7 separate regions of the Mus musculus genome follow, and regions 1, 2, 3, 5, 6 and 7 are each linked to region 4. The links are chromatin contacts, called in public Hi-C and promoter capture Hi-C maps. All regions are on one chromosome and are shown on one strand. The core of a region is the stretch at or near the end of the contact, and the rest is flanking DNA. Distances in the headings are between cores, read along the strand shown.

Region 1 (2,700 bases), core at 126-2,625, 3.8 Mb before region 4:
TAAGCAACTTAATACCATTCACCTCCCAATGCTCTCATGACCCATAGTGATTAAAAATAGCCTGGGTTAATTCTGATTTAACCTGGGTCCTCCCACCCCTTAAGCTATAAAGGTACAAAGATAGGGGCTCAAAACTCATGCACCTTTAAGGAACGAAAAGGAAAAAGAATAAAAAAAAAACTGAATCGTCAAAATCACCCTAATCTGTTTGTTGTGGTCCTGGGGTTGTTTGTTTCAGACTCAAGCTGTAGCCAAGGCTGGCCTTGAACTCGCGGCAATGCTTCTGCCCTAGCCCGCGGGAGTGCTCAGAAAACCGGCATGAGCCAACACACTGGGTTATTTCACTTAGTCTTAAGACAACACATGCCTTAACGTTTCAACTGAACGTTCAACTCTAAATGGTTCTTTAACGAGTCTCTTAGGCAACATATTAAAACATAACAAAGAAGGCATTTACCAGTTTAATGTACTTGGGAGTCTGAATTACTGCTTAGGTGTATGTAACCTGAATACTAGTCATTTCCACTGCACACTCACACAACTTACTGCTTTAATATTCGAGGACTATACAAGGCTACTCGAGCAACTTGGGGAACCAGCTCTTGGCCTTTAATAACATTAAAAAAAAAAAAAAACTAGGCAAAAGATCATAAAACTTAAAAAAAAAAAACCCTTCAAGTAGCGTGTAAGCTACCGCTCCTATCTGAGCCAATTGTACGGTGCCATTTTCATATAAAGTCATAAAATAAACTGCTGGAGTCAGAGCGTGCCCCTGACGCCCAGACCCTGCAAAGTTTTCAGACCGCACGATCTGGGGACCCGAGTCCTGCTGCCCCACAACTTCGGGGGCGACGCGAGGTCCAGTCCCCAGCCGCCGTCTATGGTCCCGGCCCTGGCCCTCCGGGCGGCGTCCCGCGGACGGGCGCGGCGGGACCCAGGCGGTTCCAGCCCGAGCGCCGGCCCGGAGGGGAGCCGCCCGAGCGCCCCGTTTCCCACAGACCCCAACATGGCGTCGGCCGCCGCCGCCCGCGCCAACCCCTCCCCGCGCCACGGCTGGCCCGGGCCCGCGGGGATAGGCGCCCGCAAAGTTTCGCTTCTCCCTCCCCAGCCCGCCGCCGCCCGGTGCGTCCCGACCCCCATGGCACCTACCCGACCCCGCGCGGGCGGCGGCGCCGAGGGTGCGAGTCCTCCTAGTCGCCGACTCCGGGCGCGGACTCCGCCTGCTCCCCGACCCCAGCCTCGCAGGGTTGCGTGGGGCCCCGCGAGGCCGGCGCGATCCGGACGCGGCGGGCGCAGCCGCTCGCAGGTGACTTCACCGCCCCTCCAGTCGAACCCGACAACGGCCGCTCCGGCTGGCTTCCCTCCTGCGCGCGCACCGGCGCGCCCCCGCCCAAGCGCCAAACACGGGCACGAGCACACCCGCCCTGCCCTTTCTTCCCGGCTCCCTCGCCCCGCCCATCGCCTTGCCCCGCCCCTCCATCCCCACGCGACCGCACGGGGGGCGGGCTCTTCAGCGGAGGCCACACCCACTCGGGGGCCTCCCCCGGCGGGGTTGGGGAACGCGCGCCTCTGCAGAGGTGACGCGCGTCTGAGCCAGCTGAGGCTGGACTGGGTCGCCTGACCTGACTTTCCTGACTCGGGCTAGCCTTCGGAAAGGGCTCTTAAGCAGTCCGCGAAGTTCTCTGGAAGAATGGGCGGAAGCTGCCTCCACGCCTCCCGCCCTAAGGAACAGGAAAGGCTTTGCTTCTCGCCACCCAACCGCGTCTGCCAACCCCGCCCGGCTCGGCCATTCAGCCGAACACCTGCTGTCGCTTTCTCCCAAGCCAGGGGTCTGCGCTTACCGCACCCATGACCCGCAGGCTCCTGTGTAACCTTATGCCGAAGAACTCCGCTCTTTTCAAAACTTCCCCTCGGCCAACTGCTTCGCGTACCTAGAACTCGGTGCTACCATGACGCTGGGTTAGAAGAGCGTTTACTAGGCGCTGCGGAGAGATAGCAGAGGCATCTAGGCTGGCTGGCTGGGAAAAGCACACCGTTTAAACAGGAAAGGGGTAGAAATTGGGTTATTATTAAAGTTTTATTCAGGAATTTTCTTTTTAGCCTCCTGTTGAGCAGTTCTCAACCTGCGGATCACAGGAGTCGCCTAAGACCATCGGAGAACATATTTTGCATTATGATTCATAACAGCAAAATTACAGTTATGAAGTAGTAACAAATAATTATATGGTGGAGACCACCGCAATAGGAGGAGCTATATTAAAGCATTAAGAAGATTGAGAGCTGCCGGGCGGTGTTGGACACGCCTTTAATCCCAGCACTTGGGAGGCAGAGGCAGGCGGAATCCTGAGTTCAAGGCCAGCCTGGTCTACAGAGAAACTCTGTCTCGAAAAACAAGAAGAAGAAGAGGAAGAGGAAGAAGAATGTCTGTGAAACAAATACAGTTGTTTTAAATTAGTATCCAGAACAAAACTGGCAAAGGAGATCAGTTGTCGTAATAGGGATAGTTACAGGATTTCAATCGTATACACACACAATCTTTATGTGTGCTAGACTAAGCACACTCTAAAATCTTTTTAAATTTTAAGATTAGGAACTGCTGTGTTTCTAGTGTCATCAATAAAAATGTTGCTCTTCGAATGCCTTTAATCCCAGCACTCGGGAGGCAGAGGCAGGCAGATTTCTGAGTTTGAGGCCAGCCTG
Region 2 (2,700 bases), core at 144-2,643, 3.8 Mb before region 4:
GATCGGTGGCACTAGGCATGCACACAGTTCATACACACAAGCAAAGCACGCATACACGTGAAATAAAAATAACACACAATAAAAACAACAAAACAAAACAAAAAAGACCCGACACTTGAGAGGCAGAGACCAGAAGGAGTTCCAGGCCAGCCTGGTCTACAGGGTCAACCACAGCTACATAAAAACCCTGTCTCAAAACAAACAAAAACCATACCGGATAACTGCTGTTAGCAGGGAGGGCAAAATGCAGGGGCGGTGTGGGTGGATGTAATTAAGCCATAGATTATTCATAGGGCTCAATTCCCATCAGGCCCAACCCCCACACATGTCTACAGAGGAAATCCCAGATGTCTTTCCTGACACCAGGTGAACAAAACACAAGTCATGAGGCTGTTCTTGTAAATCTCTGGCAAATCCCTTGTTCCCTTGAAATTATTAAACTTCATCTTAAAAATTGTATTTATTTTTATGTGTATGAGTGTTTGCGTACACATATGTCTATACACTGCTTACCTGGTGCTCAAGAAGGCCAGAAGAGAGCATTAGATCTCGTGTCGGGGCTGGGAATCAAACCTGAGCCTGTTCTCTTAACCGCTAACCCATTTCTCCAGCTCTTAATGCTCTAACTCTTAAACTCCCTTGATGGGAATCACAACTTGAAAGGAGAATTAAATAAGCTGCTTTGGACTTTACTTTTGTAAACAAAATTTTAGCTTTGAGGTTGCTTTGTAGTTAAATCTAAACCTCTGGCCAGTACCTCCTAAGAAGATGCGTCAAAAGTGAGTGTGCCAACTTTTGTGAGATGTGTTTATCCAAAGCACGCTGGGCAAGCACCCTACCAATGGACCTAAAAATGCGCAGGCCCCGTGAATTACTTTTAATAGTGCAGCACACAGAGCCCAAAGCCAGTTAACGGTGTTAAAGTCACTAGCTGTCCATGAATAAAAAGTGCTATGCATGCAAAGGTTGTAGGGTCCATTAACGTTAGGGTTCAGGCAGAGGATGTGCTGAGCCACGTGAACAGGCCTGCGGTCTCCTTCTCCAAGCACGGGCACAGAGCCCAGCAGAACGCAGGACCCGGAGGACGCAGCCCCAGGCTCGGGGTTCAGCGCTCTGCGTTCCACAGGCTCTGGGCTCTCGGGGATGTCCCCCGGGCGCGGCCACTCACCTCAGCAGCTCCAGGCAGTAGAGGTGGGAACCGGGGATGCCTGGCCCGCTGGCCGCCGCCACGCTGCGCCGGACCGCCGAGGGCCCCGGCAGGCGCCGCACACGTTCCCACGCATCCCGAGGCGGCTGGCGATGGAACAGGTTAGCCAAACCGAATGGCCTTGGGCCGCGGACAGAACCCAGCATGGAGGTCGCCATGACACCCGCTTCGGGTGCCCTCCGACCCTGAGGCCACGCCCCCCGGAAAGTGGCCACGCCCCCGGCAGATCTCTGCAACTCCGCAAAGGAAGGACGCCACTCAGACCAGAGCCAGGTGTCGCTATAATCCTGCACATTGGTGACTTGGTTGTCCTCTCCAGCGTCCACTCCCACAGAACCCCAGAACGCCAAAAGGGATGGGTGCCTGCTTTTTAAAGAAGCGACTGACGTTACATCCTGTCACCCCAGAGACCCCCATCCTCTCTTGATCCTCTTCAAGGGCGCTATTGACACTTGTAACCGCACTGCTGGAAGCTTGTTGTACCTGAATGCCCACTATTCACCCACACACATTCCCAGAGACCTCCCAGCATAGCCCTGAACAGGTACACTGATTAGCCACTCTACCTCCAAGAGAAAAACACAAAGATGCTTGAGAGATGCACCAGGTTATGCCTCCATTATCAACCACTAAGGATAAAGGGGAAGGAGAGGAAGGGGGAGAGAGACAGAGACAAAATTTAATTTCTTTCCTTTTGCTTTCTTTTCCTTTTCCTTTTCTTTTTGTTTGTTTTTTGTTTCTTTTGTTTTTCGAGACAGGGTTCCTCTGTGTAGCCCTGGCTGACCTGGAACTCACTTTGTAGACCAGGCTGGCCTCGAACTCAAAATCCGCATGCCTCTGCCTCCTGAGTGCTGGGATTAAAGGCGAGCGCCACCACGCCCGGCTCCTTTTTCTTTTTTAACAGTAACAATATATCATTTGCTGTTAGTTGTCTCTCACAACACTCTAAAAGCCCAAGAGCATGGAGTCATTTGTTTCCTGCTTTAACCCATTGACAGTCCCTCGATGTTGTAAAATCTGACTTGCCTCTGTCATCTGTAACGCCAGCACTAAGAAGGCTGAGACAGGAAGTGTTGAGTGTTCAAAGTCAGCCTACACTACACAGTGAGGTTGAAGCAAGACAAAAAGAGGAAGTTGTGAACCTGAGATAGAAAAGTAGCCTCTCAGCCAGGAATCAGGCCAAAGCCTTTTGCCTGTGGAGAATTTAGAATTCCAGTATAAGGCTAGAGAGATGGGTCAGTCAGTAAAATGGTAAGATAGTACCAGATGAGGTGAAGGAGCTCAGAAGACAAAAAGGAGGCTCAGAGGGGCAGGAGACAAAAGAGGGTAATGGGAGGCAAATGTTGAAATACATTATGTACATGCCATAATGTGCTAATTTAAATACTTAAATACAACAGTTTAAAATACAATAAAATGATACTATACTACAAATGATATGTTGTTACCAACTATTATTAATTGAATAGTCTATAGGTATAGTGGCATGCACA
Region 3 (2,700 bases), core at 6-2,505, 3.3 Mb before region 4:
ATAAGAATTTAAAGCGGTAGGTGTGTTTACCTTGATTACAATACATACACAAGTAAAAGCGTCTCATGGTGCCCATTAATGCGTAGAATTTTTGTGTCTATGTCATTTTAACAAGACTATTTACTTATTTATGTGTCTGCCTGTTTGCTTTTTGAGACAGTCTTGCTATGTAGCCCAGGCTGCTCTCTTATGGTGATCCTTCTGCCTTAACCTCCTGAGTGTTGGGATTATAAGTGTGTGCCAGCATACCTGACTTCACCCCGTGGAAAGAGAGGCACCATAGTAGCAGCAAACAACAGCTTTCCACCTGCAGCGGCCGGAGGGGTCTCACCAGAGACCTCTGCTCAGATGAGGCTGTGCTTCTTAACTTTGCCAAAGAAAATAATTTCAGAAGTCAGTGGGAAGCCAAATTTGAGTTAAGAGATGTTAATGTAGATTTAAGCAAGGCTTTAATAGAAACTGCATCGCTAATTGTGTGAGTGAGTGTGTGTGAGTGTGTGCATCTTAAGAGAAAAAAATCACTAAATATCTTACAACGGTCATATACAACACTGGTGGCTTCTGAAGTTAGACTGGTCAAAGGTTTCTAAAAAACCTTGTTTTCGGAGGAAGGGTCTACTTAAGTTTTATGTCTATGGGTGTTTTGCAGGCACTTAAGTTGGTGTACTTCATGTGTGCAGTGTCCAGAGACACCAGAACAGGATGCATTTTAATTGTCAAACGTGTATAAAATCTAGTGAATGACCTTTAACCACTCTCTCTTTTCAAAGGATCTATCTCCAGAATTCTTAGAGCAGAAGGATCAGCAAGACTTTGTCTATCAAGACCTTGTCTACAATACTTTAAGATAGTGTCTTTTTTTTTTTAAGTTTAAAGGAGCTCTTCTCCTTTTCACGAGAGTCCAATAATCACGCATCTGTTTTTATACTCCTAGACCTTAAAAGGGCTTGTAAAACAGGGGCTGCAACTACTGTAGCTCAGTGTCACTTGAGTAACAGGATTTCGTGTACCTCAGTGGTGCACACACTTCTATGATCCGAATCCTAATTTATTGATTTAAGTTGTGAGGCTTATCGCCTCAGCTAGGACCTGAAGACTGAAACCAAATCGGTTCGTTTTAGATCTAGCAGTCAACCGGAACCAAACCTAGACCCACGTAAAAGGAAGTGCAAAGGTACCTGCAACGGTTGTCCAATCAGAGTCGGGGGCGGGACCAGCACTGCACGCCGTGGTGCGCATGCTCGGCGCCCGGCCCGTGGTTGGCTGTAGGAAGGCGGGAAGCTCGAGCTGGTCGGCGGCAGGCGTTGGTACCTGCTGCGGGGCGCTCGCGATTTCGGTCAGCCTGCGGGGTAGGTCTCTGCAGCGGAGGCCCGGGGAGGCGCGTGCGGGGCCTGGTGCAGGATGGCGCGGGTCCCGGGGAGCTGGGCGAGGCGGCGGGAGCGCCCTCGCTGGCTGGGCAGGGGGCAGGGGGGCGGGTCCTGCGGGCCGAGCGATCTCGGAGGCCACGGCCCCCGAGGCCGCCTGGGGCCAGAGAACATCAGGTGTCAGCCAAGAGCTTGTGGAACCATCTAGCACCTCCCCTAGGCGAATTACCCACCCACTAGTTCTCTCTCGCCCTCTCTCCGCTCCTGGTTTCAACAAACAAACAAAAACACACCATTTACATTAATTATGGAGGATTTTGTAGGTAGGTAGATTGGAGTCCCAAAGTCTAAGGGGAATTTACAGTATGAAATGGAAATCTTATTACCCAACGTGGCTGGAAGCCAAAAAGCAGAAATAGCAAGGCCTGTTGCTAGCTGTTGGAGTTTTATTTATTTTCTTGCATCCTAGAAGTTGCCACACCCTCTTCCCCATGTAGTCCAGAGGAAGGCAGAGATTCTGGCTATGATTCTATAATCCCTCTTGTCTTTCCTCTCCTGGGACCTTTGTTGTTTCTGATTTCATAGGATTTTGTGGATTAAACAGGCAACAGTAATTATAAGTAATAATATTACAGAAAGTATTTGAGTACTGTGTGTCAAGCTTTGTTCTGAATTCTTAAATTAATCTCACCGTTGCATAGTCGTATGCTTGAGTGTGATTAAGAGTGAATAAGACACAAGAGGAGACACGGATTTAAGCTAACTGCAGAATCACCTGCTGGGAAGGTCATTGGTGCACAGTTATTAAGGCAAACATGATGTGCTCCAGATATCAGCCTGGGCTGGCCGTTTTCCTTGGGAGACCTAATCTCAGCCGTAGCGTGTTACAAGCCTCAGAAATCGCAGCATTTCAATAGAGCTGCCAAGTGGCTTTACATCTAGGGCCTGTAAAAAAGGTCTCAGCAAAACTAGTTTACAAACCAGCTAGAGCCGGTCGGAGATGGAAGATCTCAAGTTCAGAGCCAGTCTAGGATCTATAGAGAGCCCTTGTCCTAGAAAACAAAACAAACTAGTAAAGATGCTAATATGTTTTGGGAAATAAACTAATTTCTGTAGTTCACCTTTTTAAAAAAAAGATTTATTTTATGTACACTGTAGCTGTCTTCAGACACACCAGAAGAGGGCATCAGATCCCATGACAGATGGTTGTGAGCCACCATGTGGTTGCTGGGAATTGAACTCAGGACCTCTGGAAGAGTAGTCAGTGCTCTTACCCGCTGAGCCATCTCTCCAGCCCCTGTAGTTTACTTTTAAATGCATCAACAAATTAGATCAA
Region 4 (2,700 bases), core at 90-2,589:
AACTTTCACTCAAGGCAAACCTTATCTGGCAATAACTTATACTTTACATGGTTATTAGGTTAAGGAAGTAGGCACTTTTTTGCTGTTCTTCCATTTAAAAAAAGAAAATCTGCCCATAAACCTGGTCACAAAAATACTAAAGAAATGTACAGCTAGGTGTGGTGGTGCATGCCTGTAATCCCAGCACTTGTGAAGTCACACCAGTAGGATCTGAAGTTAAAGTTCAAGGTTTAGCCTCTGCTCCAAATCCACATGGGTGACAGCCTAGACTACAAGGCACTCTGTCTAAAAAAACTAATGTCGAGGAAATGTGATGTGTGACTGTATGACTCGATTTCAGAATTTTGAGACCGTATTCAATAAGCAGTTCAACACACTCAGACAGCTGTTTGCTCGGGCTCAGAGACAAGCTTCGCTCCCCATACCTTACTGTCCTTGAAAGTCAATTGCTTCAATTGCTCCAGTTCTTCCCTGTGTTTTTGCTCCATTTCTCTTTCCAATTTAGCAACATCTTCCGTGAGCTGCTTCCTCCTCTTTTTGTCGTTTTTGGGAACAGCGTTCTTCATTCCCTGAATTTTGGCTAAAAAAAGTCATCAAAACAGCCGTGTCAGAGCCCCCGGACCAAAAAGCGAAAAGCAGTTAAGAGGGTGGGAAGAGGTACAATTATAGAATGTAAAGTAATTATAGAAGCAATTAATCATGACACAACAATCAGCTACGGAGAAAGGTCCGGATGAGGCTTGCGACCCAACGTAAACACAATCTCGAATTTGTTTGGTTTGACAGGGCAAAACCAAGGTTAAAAAACTATACTAAGGTAAAACTTCTGCCTTTTAAATATCTTTCTCTGTGACCGACAAGCCAAGGAGAAGCAATTCAGACCACACCACTAAGGCCAGGCGTCGGGATCGGGGGCAGGAATGGGAAGGGAGGAAGAGGAGGTCCAAGACTTTGGTCTCCAGGCACATCACTCAGCAGCAGCACGTGCACCGGACCCGCTAGGGGTCCACGGCAGGTCGCACACGGGGACATCTCCGGGGACTGCAAATAAGGGGGTCGAGGGAATGGGGAAAGCTGGAGAAGACTGATCAAAAGTTATCTGAGGGAAAGCCTAGACGGATCCAGGACGTGTGCCCGTCCAGGTACCAGAGGACACACTCCACGCTCCCAGCCTTGGGTGTGGACGCCTCTTACATTCCCAGCCCCTTTCCCGTCACCTTGCAGCTCCTTCTTCTCCTTCCGATGCCTTCTCACCAGCTGCTCCTCATCATCGAGCTCTTCAGCCACGACCTCCTCCATGACGACCAGGCGGCCCGGCACCCGCGCTGAAGGAGATCCGCACCTCAGGAGGGCCAGCACCTCCCACTCCTCAACCCTCACCCGGGGCGCCATTGGCCGCCGGGAAGGCCCAGCCCCGCCTCAAGGCGGCTCCGGATCCAGGTCTAACCACTGAAACCGGGAGACGCCGACATGGGCTAGGGCGCCTGCGCGCTCGGACCGCTCTGGGCGGCGCGCCGGAAGCTGGGATTGTGCGATTAAGGACGCGCCCGGCGCTGGAGCAACCGCAGCACAAAGCTACGCGCCAGGCGATTGGCCCTGACGGGGCGCACGGAGATGACATCACGGACGTTCTTTCGCACAGCTTTCAATTTGTGCTTTAGAACGCTCCGTAGTTGTCCTCTTTGCCAAAACATGTTGAAAAGATTTTTTTTTTAATTTTAATAAAAGCGTGGTTTGTTTTCAATGAGGATCTTTACGTTATATTAGTCATACACTAGGGAATGGTTTGTTTTTTGTTTTTTTACAATGTGGTAAAAGGGGAAACGCTAAGTAAGGAATGCCTACTCTTGAAATAAGTGATGAAAGAGATAAAAAAGGACTAAGCTTAGTAAAGTCCATTTGCTAAATTCAGTTGTAAAACGATTAACAGTGATGTCAGGGTGTTTTGAAGATTTGAGGCAAGATTTAACAAATGTAACTCGTGTGCCACAAAAACAAATTAGCAAAGGCAAACAAGAATGCTCACGGAATGGTGGCAGGAGTGGAAGACTCAGAGTGTTGGTCCAGTAAAATTTAAAAAAAAAAAAAAATCTCTATTTAGGGCTGATTGTGGTTGTGTAGGCCTTTAATCCCAGCACTTAGGAGGCAGGCAGGCAGATCTCTGTGAGTTTGAGGCCAGCCTGTCTACATAGGGAGTTCCAGGATGTCCAGAGAGTTACATAGGTGAGACCCTGTCTCAAAAGTCGATAGACAGGGGCTGGCGAGATGGCTCAGTGGATAAGAGCGCCAACTGCTCTTCTGAAGGTCCCGAGTTCAAATCCTAGCAACCACATGGTGGCTCACAACCATCCATAGCGAAATATGATGCCCTCTTCTGGAGTGTCTGAAGACAGCTACAATGTACTTTCATATAATAAATAAATAGATCTTAAAAAAAATAGATAGACAAACATATTCTTTTTTATATATAAATGCCTGAGACAGAACAAAACAAATGAAGTTGAAATAATATTTCTGGAAATAATTGAAAACTTATTTCCAGAGATGAATAATGAACTGCACCTACAACTGTATAAACCTGTAAGGGGTTGTATTAGTCAGGGTTCTCTAGAGTCACAGAACCTATGGAAAGTCTCTATATAGCAAGGGAATTTATTGATGACTTGCGGTCTGTAGCCCAAACTCCCCAACAATGGTGAG
Region 5 (2,700 bases), core at 127-2,626, 3.3 Mb before region 4:
GTGAAACCTCAATTTTATTTTTTTTTTATTTTTTTTATTTTTTTAAAGATTTATTTATTGATTATATGTAAGTACACCGTAGCTGTCTTCAGACACTCCAGAAGAGGGCGTCAGATCTCGTTATGGATGGTTGTGAGCCACCATGTGGTTGCTGGTATTTGAACTCTGGACCTTTGGAAGAACAGTCGGGTGCTCTTACCCACTGAGCCATCTCACCAGCCCCCGAAACCTCAATTTTAAAAAGAAGAAAATGTCCTAAGGGAAGGTCATGAGATCAAATACAAGACCTTGAACAAATCTAACAAATGAATAGACAGTGTCTAGTTGAAAGCAATTCTGGCAAACATACAGGAGAATGGAGACATTTTAAGCCTCCTCAGCAGAGCACGACAAAGAGACAGTTATATAAACCCTGAGAGGGAGATAGCCTAGGCACTGAGCTGATCCACCCCACTCTCTCCCTGATGGCCTGTTCCTACTTTTGCTGATCTGCTTTTGTTTTGCTACAACTTTGTGTCTTGATGGGTGGTTCCTGAGAGGACCAGAATAGAGAAAAATTCCTTCTTAACACTCCCTAGGACTATGTATAGTTTCAAGTGTCCAGCACTTGACAGAGAAACTATTCATAAAATTAAAACAAACACACTTTTTATTTTGAGGCAGGGTCTCACGGAGTAGTAGTCTAGGCTGGTCTGAAGCTCAAACTCTTCCTTTGTCCTTTAAATGCTGGAATTGGCAGACTGCTTGTCAGCCAGAAATAGACTTTGTGCTCTCTCTTATATTCGTGACGTTTCATTTATATACCTTTTTGAACCTTATAAGAATTAATCCTCATAATCAGCTCGTGGGATTATTCATCATATTTAACATTTTCATAAACGAGAAAATTTTCCTTTCGTTTGCTGAGACAAGTTGTCTCCCTCCCTCTTTCTCCCTTTCCCTCATTTTTTGAGACACGGTCTCATGTAGCTCAAGCTGGGATTCAACTCCTGGCTGGCCTTGTGTGTGCTCTTTTCTTCTCTTTGAAAACAGTGTCTTTTCAGATTCCCTCATTGCATGGTTTTGTTTGGAGAGCATGCCTCGTGGGAGGCATACGGTGCCGTGTGTCTAGATTTGGCACACTTTCCTATCTTCTAGAACTCATCGCCTCTCGCAGGCGTCGTGGCTCCGCTACTCCGGAGAACCACGGGATTTGGACCACTGCAAACACCGTAGTCCCCGCCCCTCTTTTTTTTTTTTTTTCCCTGCCCCTTTGGGCTCGCAGAAGGCGCCCTCCGCCGCGCTGGAGGAGGCGGGGCTTACGGCTTAAGTCAGCAAGCTGCGATGGGATTGGTGGAGGCTTGAGACGACAGCGTCCTGTTTACCGGAAGTACTGCAGTTTTCCCCCTAGCTGGAGCCTCGGCCTGGGAGGTTGGAGAGCTGCCCCGGAAGTCATCTCCCGGTCCCCCGCCCGCGGCAGACATGGCGGTGGACTCGTCTATGGAGCTGCTATTTTTAGATACTTTTAAACATCCGAGCGCTGAGGTAAGGCCTCGCGACCCGATTTCGACACGGCCCCTCAGTTCCGGTACCCCTGCTGCGGAGTCGGGGGCCGTCCGGGCGGTGTCCTCCCTCAGTCGCGCGCGCGCGGGGGTCCTCTGGTCCACACCCCCTCCCCCAGCCCGGTGCGAGCCCGGTGGCCCTGGGCGGCGGCCCTGCCTTTCTCGGCTTTGATTTGGGGCCCGCGGCTTCAGTCGAGTCAGTCGCGCTGCTGACAGTTTGTCCTGTCAGCGTTGAGTCCTGCGGAGGGTCCTTGGTCTCAGGTGTACTTCGGGTGGGATGCAGGCGTGAGCTTGGGCATCTGGTTTTTGACAGTAGTGTCGGGTTCTGGATGCCCTCAGGGTACGGACTATCCAGGATCCTAAGTCCTCTTCTATCTCTCTTCTAACGGCGGTCTCATTGCTCAATTTGTCATAGCACTTCAATAGTTTGGGAAGGAATTCACCTATTAGGACATGACAGATCTACGAGAATCTCCTTTGCGTGGAGGACACTTGCGAATCATGCAGTATTGAAGGACTAAAGACTGTCATTAGAAAGCAAGTCTGTTGTTTTCAGGGGACGAAGGTGGGGTGTTGCGTAGTTTTGTGTACAGAATTACTTTAGCGTCCCTGAAAGGCCTTGGAATTCTTAAGTTGAATGTACTGAATGTAGCGAATTAACGAAGATTCGCAAAAATGAACTATAACGAAGTCCACAGAGAAATTCGGCTGCGAGGAAGAGAGAGTAAATGAACAAGCCTCATATTTGTTTGTTTCACCGGAAACCTAATCATTTCGAGAGTCATTCTTTGGGGATTGTCTTGTTTCTATGAAGACTGTATTCTTTTTTTTTTTTTTTTTTAAGATTTATTTATTTTATGTATGTGGGTACGCTGTCGCTGTCTTAAGACACACCAGAAGAGGGCATCAGATTCCTTGTGAGCCATCATGAGGTTGCTGGGACTTGAACTCAGGACCCCTGGAAGAGCAGTCAGTGCTCTTAACCGCTGAGCCATCTCTCCAACCCTACTGTACTCTTAATATGACAACATGAAAGTAGGGTAGAGTGTCTCCTATTCTTTCTCGGTTGTATGTCCTGGGTTTAGACCGTACCTAGGAAAACATAAGCATCTGAATGAGAAGAGATTTAAAATGTTCTCTTATGAAGTAATGAAATGAG
Region 6 (2,700 bases), core at 195-2,694, 4.7 Mb after region 4:
TAAGAGAGCTTCTGCATGGTCCAATCTTGGAGATGAGGCACTAGATTTTCAGGCTCGAGTGGGGTGCATTTTTCAACTCATCAGCCAAAAGGGGCCGCCTTTTAAAAAATATTCTCAAAACAGAGGGGGCAGGGTGAGGGGGAGTGTTGAAAAGCAGATAGATTCTGAGAATCCACTGTTGTCACTACAACTACCATCATCATTTATCTTATCGTTATTTATGTATCAGACACTTCGATGAGTGATCTACAAACATTTTATTTAGCCCTCACCACTCTGACACATCAGTGCTATATCCATTTTACAAATGTAGAAACACACCATAAAGGGTTGGGCATCCCACCCAAAGGTTAGACAGATAACAAAACCTCAGAACATACTTGAAACTAGACAGATAGTCACTGCCTTTCTTGTGAAATAAGATTCACTTACTTTTGTAAATCGTAAAGTATTAAAAAAAAAGTACAGACCACAATCGAAACCTAATGCTACCACTTTCAGAGGTGCCAAGTTTCATAAATTAATTCCAGTTTCCTGAGGAGTGAAAAAGATAATAGTCGCATTTATGCTTGTTGTGAGCTAACTATATATAAAAATGGTCTTAACACAGAGGTTGTGGGTCACTGCAAACCACTGGTTATTTTAATCCTACTTCACCCTCTGATTATTGGCGGCCACAAACACAACAGAAAGAAACAAAAGCTGATCGCAGTCAAGTGCATTAGCGCCAACACTAACGGTCACTATGCTCTCAAGTTTCTGACTGCAAAACAAGTAAGTGGCACTGCCCTTCCTTCGCGTCGCGTGTGCAGTGAGCCCAAAGCCCTGGACACAGGTGCAGGAGCTTGCTAGGACTTCACCCAGGCCCAGCTTTGCACCGAATTCAGTAGCACCTTTTCCCTCAGCACGCAGCCTTTCCTCCACCGTTCCCCCACACGACCGGTTCGTCTGGTTCACCAATCTTTCCCCGCTGAGCGGGACCGAGATTTCGGGGCTGTAACCCTTCGCCCCACCCTGCCCTTCCACTCGAGGCCCGCGGATCCCCGGCAGGGTTCTTCAGGTGCGCGAGCCGCAGGCCCAGGAGGCGCTCGCGGCCCCCAGGCTGACCCCCAGCCCCGGACTTCCACGGGCCGCGGACCCAGCACGCGACACTCGGGAGTCCCCAGAGTGGGCACCGGAAACCCACGGAGCACTTCCAGCGCCCGGGGCCCGGAGGGACGGGCCATGGAAGCCTGAGGGCCCTAAGTCTTCCCGCCCGGGACCGGCCCGCTTCCCGGGAGGCTGCAGGCTTGGGCTGGGACACACGGCTCCGGAGCTGGGAAAAGTCACGCACTCACGTGCTATATCGCCGCAGAAGTCGAGTGAGGGTGGAGAGCCAGCGAGGAGCACCGCAAGGCGGCAGGACCGCAGGGGCTTTACTGGAACCTGAGGGCTGGACCGCGGAGGGGCGGGGCTCGTGGGCGGAGTCCCGGAGCGGAGGGGCGAGGGCGGAGCTTGTGGGCGGGACCAAGGTGAAGTTTTGCTTTTGATAGGGAGCTTGCTGCCCAACCCATTTCAACCCATTTTCACTCCCAGTTTTCTTTGCTGCGCCTCAACCCGCTGACCTTTTAAAGAATTCTTACAAAACCCGTAATTGACTTTAGGCAGTAAAATATCTGATCTGGTCTGGGGGGGAGGGGGGGGGGGCTCGGAAGTGAAGAGCACTTGTTGCTCTTGCAGAGTTCCCGGTTTGTAGCTCACAAACATCTAGCACATTCCAGAGGATCTGGCATTCTCTTCTGATCTCCCCAAGGCAGCAGGCAGGTGTGTGTGTATGTGTGTGTGTGTGTGTGTGTGTGTGTGTGTGTGTGTGTGTACAAACATGCAAGCAAAACATTCATACATGCAAAGCAAAACAAATAAACCTTAAAAAAATAAAGAAAGAAAACAGATCTGGACAAGGAAATAGTGTGAAATGCCAGCTCTTAAGCATCCTTCTGTAGAGCGTACACCTTCCCAGAGTAATTTTACATGCTTATTTTATTTAATATATATTTATTTTATTTGGTCGTCACAAAAGCTTTGTTATGTGTTTAGCGCCACGTGCCTTTTCATAAGAATGGTGCAAGAAAATACTGTGAAATGTGGTAGGTAAACAGTTGTTCAATTTGCCTAAAGTCATCAGATTATGCTAATCTCAAAATGCCTATGGTGATGGGTACTCAAAGTCACATCCTTCTATTGAATGAAAATTTAAAATATCTGCTGGAAAAAAATGGGATAAAAATCAACAAAGACAAACGAACAGTATTACAAAAGTTACTTCACTTACATTGGTGAGGGGAAAAAGGCGGGGGGGGGGGGGGACACTCAATAGAAAGGACTAAAGAATGGAATGTGATATGTAAGCTTCCAGAGGAGAAAGGTCATCTCAGTCTTACCCAGCAGTGAACCCTAGAGCGCCAGTGATGAGCAGCCTGGAAAGACATGCCCTTTGTGCAATAGTGGCAGGAATATCATGGAAATAACTCACCACTTTCTGATTGGATTTAAGTTCCACTCCACTCCACAAAATGAAATCCATACCTGGCACTATTATCGAGGCAAAAACAACAGCTAGGCAGGTCACAGACCCAGGGGAGAATCTACTATAAATATTCTGCTCAATGGACAGAGTATCAAGTCAGCTCCTAATGGCTTTTCGTTAAACTCATAGATTAA
Region 7 (2,700 bases), core at 143-2,642, 3.5 Mb before region 4:
TTCCATCTTAAATGCAATTTCTGCATATTTACAATATCAAGTTTTAGTGGCACTGTGCGATTTTTCTCCTGTGTTAAGTATTAATGTGCTCACAAAGACAAACTGGTTTATCAACCTACCCACACAGATTTGTAACTAATCACAAAAATAAAGTTTAAAAAAAATCTTTGTCAAATGATAACACATTGCAAACACAGATATAGCTATAGCTAAAGAAAAAAGAGGAATTACATTCTTCCTTACCAGCAACCTGTTTTGAGGCTGGTTTTAGGTAGTATCTTAAATGTGCATGAAATTTAACACGAAGAGCTGCAGGAAGAGGAGGAATGGCTGAATCATGACCTCAGGGACAGGACATCTAGTCCCAGTCAGCATGTACTTCTAATAGTCTTTTGAAAAATGGCTTTCCATTGAATTCTTCAAACTCCCTTCTTGTCTCCTTGGTTCAACGGCTTAAATCTAAACCAGATAACTAACGGTCGCATTCACAACTCCACTCAGTAAGATAAAAACTGCTTTCCAGCAGAATGAAACATGTAACTGTTCATCCGAGCGAATGAAGTCCAAGAGCTCAATCGTGCATACACATCCCATGAAGTTACTATGCCACCAATACTTTTTTACACTATGTATCGTACACTGCTAAGTTTTTTGCCGCTTCCTATCTTTTGCTCACTGTCCAAATCCTCTATGGATAAATATTGCTGGCTAAACAATAAATTCCCTTGGCACTGACCCTGAGGAGCGTGCAGAGCTCTCTCCAGTCCATTAGTTTTAACCCTAAAACTGACCTCCTCCTCCCCTAAAACCACTTACATGCCCCTGCCCTTTGGCATTTGTTATCCATTAGAGCACAAGTGAACTCCGTCAGGTTCTGCGCGTCCATCCCAGATCCCAGCCTCAGTTTCCCGCGAGGGGTGCGATCCCTCCCATTCTGCACCCAAAGCTTCCAGCCTGGACCAGAACCCACCCAAGCTCGTCCTGCTTTCCACTGCGGAGCAACTCCGGACCCGCAGCCCCGCCACCCAACAACAGCTTCCTTTCCGAGACTCCTGACTTTAAGTTCCACTTCTGCGTCCTATTTCGGGAGACGAAACTTTGGGCCATTTTCTCGGCTCGCGCCCGGTTCCACTGCAAACTCGGGGGCGCGCGCCCCCGCCCGCCCTGCTCCCCGCGGCCCGCAGCCAGCAGTCAGGCCCGGCCCCTCTCCCGAGCCCGCCGCGGCAGTTGGCGCGCTACACGCCGGAGCCTTCACCTTCTTCCTTTGCCATCGTCTCCGCGGAGACCCGAGTGGCCCTACGGCTCCCGAGCAGCCCGGAGTCTCCCAAACCTCCGAGTATCCAAACCCCGCGGCCGCCCCGGCCAGCTCCCGGCTGCCGCGCCCCCACTTCCTGACCCGCCCCCCTCTGGTGTCTCCGCCAACTGGGTCCCTCCAAGGCGCTCCGGGAACCAGAGTGCAGGGAGCGGGGCCCGGCCGGAGCGTTTCGCTAGAGCGCCTCAGCCATGCCCACGATGGCCACGGGATGGCAATGCTCCTGGGAGGAGCGAGTCCCCGCCGCCGCCCTCGCTCCTTGCTGAGCCTCACAGGAAAGCAGGAGCCAGAGCAAGCTTTTCGTGACGCTGGGATCCGTCTCAGAAAGTCATAGACTGTAGGCCAGATCCAGTCCCTATGTCCGGCCGATTTTTCAAACAGAAAACGGAGTTTCAACTGCAGAGCAACGAGTCCTGGACTTGTTACGATGATTTCAAAGCCAGGCAAGACGTTCTAGGCAGGTCCTTTGGATTAGTAGATGTTTGTTTGTTTGCTTGTTTGTTTTTGAGACTGGATCTCTCTATATGGCCAAGGCTGCTCTCAACTTGCCTCAGGTTCCCTACTGCTGCAATGGCAAGAGTGATACACAGTTTGGTTTAGTAGACACTTGGCGGCTACAAAAAAGTTTGTACCAGGTTATTCCCTATTGTAATCCCAGACCGTGACAAGTAGAGGAAGGAGGTTCATTATCAAGGCCAACCTCAGCTACATAAGCAAATTAAGTTATTATCATATAAAAAAGGAAACACAAGAGAGAGCAACGTGTCAATCACGAAAACTGCCTTGAACAAAATGTTTGCTCATGTCAATATTCTGGAAGAAAGCACAATAGTACTTTATAGTCTGCTATGAGGAATGTATAGAGATTATTTCATAACAATAGAATGCAGTTTAATTTTGTTGTGCAGTGCATGACTCATACTGAGAACACTGTGGCACGCCTTCAGTTGGCCCAAAAGCATGAGTGAACAGCCACTTCAAAAAAAGGATAGCTGTCTGTCTGTCTTTCTTTCTCTTTCTTTCTTTCTTTCTTTCTTTCTTTCTTTTTCTTTCTTCCTTCCTTCTTTCCTTCCTTCCTTCTTTCCTTCCTTCCTTCTTTCCTTCCTTTCTTATGTAGGCCTCCTATAGTAATTCACAGAAACTCCTAATTTTTTTTCCTATAATGCCTGGTTTCTGGATCTGTTCTGATTCTGTGGGATCCTGATCTAGTGATATTGGGGGTCCAATCCTACATTCAGGAGGGACGGGGGGGGGGGGGTTAGAGCACTTGTTTCTGGTTAATTGGGAGTTCAGCCAGAGCCACCAGTTCTTTTTCTGCCTTGCCTTGGACTCAGAGTATACCCTGGTGATACTGGAGGCTGAGAAAATTAGAGGCCCAGCGCTTGAGC

Evidence for each region. Promoter capture Hi-C pulls out the DNA fragments that hold promoters and counts their contacts. Hi-C and Micro-C count contacts between places; a contact is called where the count stands out from the background.
Region 1: a contact with region 4 is called in a Hi-C map of B cells, with 5 read pairs. The contact joins the promoter of Plekhf2 here to the promoter of Otud6b in region 4. A contact is called at or near these places in 1 of 39 promoter capture datasets (cranial neural crest) and 1 of 484 Hi-C or Micro-C datasets (B cells).
Region 2: a promoter capture Hi-C map of the HPC-7 cell line shows a contact between it and region 4. The contact joins the promoter of Ndufaf6 here to the promoter of Otud6b in region 4. A contact is called at or near these places in 2 of 39 promoter capture datasets (the HPC-7 cell line and pre-B cells).
Region 3: a promoter capture Hi-C map of pre-B cells shows a contact between it and region 4. The contact joins the promoter of Rad54b here to the promoter of Otud6b in region 4. A contact is called at or near these places in 3 of 39 promoter capture datasets (cranial neural crest, hippocampal neurons and pre-B cells) and 1 of 484 Hi-C or Micro-C datasets (CD4 T cells).
Region 5: a promoter capture Hi-C map of pre-B cells shows a contact between it and region 4. The contact joins the promoter of Virma here to the promoter of Otud6b in region 4. A contact is called at or near these places in 2 of 39 promoter capture datasets (cranial neural crest and pre-B cells) and 1 of 484 Hi-C or Micro-C datasets (CD8 T cells).
Region 6: a contact with region 4 is called in a promoter capture Hi-C map of pre-B cells. The contact joins the promoter of Cpne3 here to the promoter of Otud6b in region 4. A contact is called at or near these places in 1 of 39 promoter capture datasets (pre-B cells) and 1 of 484 Hi-C or Micro-C datasets (CD4 T cells).
Region 7: a promoter capture Hi-C map of pre-B cells shows a contact between it and region 4. The contact joins the promoter of Dpy19l4 here to the promoter of Otud6b in region 4. A contact is called at or near these places in 2 of 39 promoter capture datasets (cranial neural crest and pre-B cells).

What each region holds. Positions count from the first base shown.
Region 1 is chr4:11,006,244-11,008,943 of GRCm38.p6, forward strand. Plekhf2 (pleckstrin homology domain containing, family F (with FYVE domain) member 2) reads right to left here and starts at 1,376. Exons shown (of 2, transcript NM_175175.4): 1 at 1,150-1,376.
Region 2 is chr4:11,074,812-11,077,511 of GRCm38.p6, forward strand. It overlaps Ndufaf6 (NADH:ubiquinone oxidoreductase complex assembly factor 6), which reads right to left and starts at 1,394. Exons shown (of 9, transcript NM_001085493.2): 1 at 1,169-1,394. The coding sequence starts at 1,365.
Region 3 is chr4:11,557,665-11,560,364 of GRCm38.p6, forward strand. Rad54b (RAD54 homolog B (S. cerevisiae)) reads left to right here and starts at 1,256. Exons shown (of 15, transcript NM_001039556.3): 1 at 1,256-1,349. It overlaps LOC115489931 (predicted GPI-anchored protein 58), which reads right to left and starts at 2,155. Exons shown (of 3, transcript XM_030253962.1): 1 at 2,140-2,155; 2 at 1,179-1,628. The coding sequence starts at 2,155. Gm35693 (a long non-coding RNA gene) reads right to left here and starts at 1,162. Exons shown (of 3, transcript XR_390401.4): 1 at 1,011-1,162; 2 at 250-367.
Region 4 is chr4:14,825,074-14,827,773 of GRCm38.p6, forward strand. It overlaps Otud6b (OTU domain containing 6B), which reads right to left and starts at 1,340. Exons shown (of 7, transcript NM_152812.4): 1 at 1,218-1,340; 2 at 426-580. The coding sequence starts at 1,299.
Region 5 is chr4:11,484,582-11,487,281 of GRCm38.p6, forward strand. It overlaps Virma (vir like m6A methyltransferase associated), which reads left to right and starts at 1,377. Exons shown (of 24, transcript NM_001347055.1): 1 at 1,377-1,524. The coding sequence starts at 1,462.
Region 6 is chr4:19,568,664-19,571,363 of GRCm38.p6, forward strand. It overlaps Cpne3 (copine III), which reads right to left and starts at 1,445. Exons shown (of 16, transcript NM_027769.3): 1 at 1,338-1,445.
Region 7 is chr4:11,320,745-11,323,444 of GRCm38.p6, forward strand. It overlaps Dpy19l4 (dpy-19-like 4 (C. elegans)), which reads right to left and starts at 1,393. Exons shown (of 19, transcript NM_001081201.2): 1 at 1,256-1,393. The coding sequence starts at 1,271.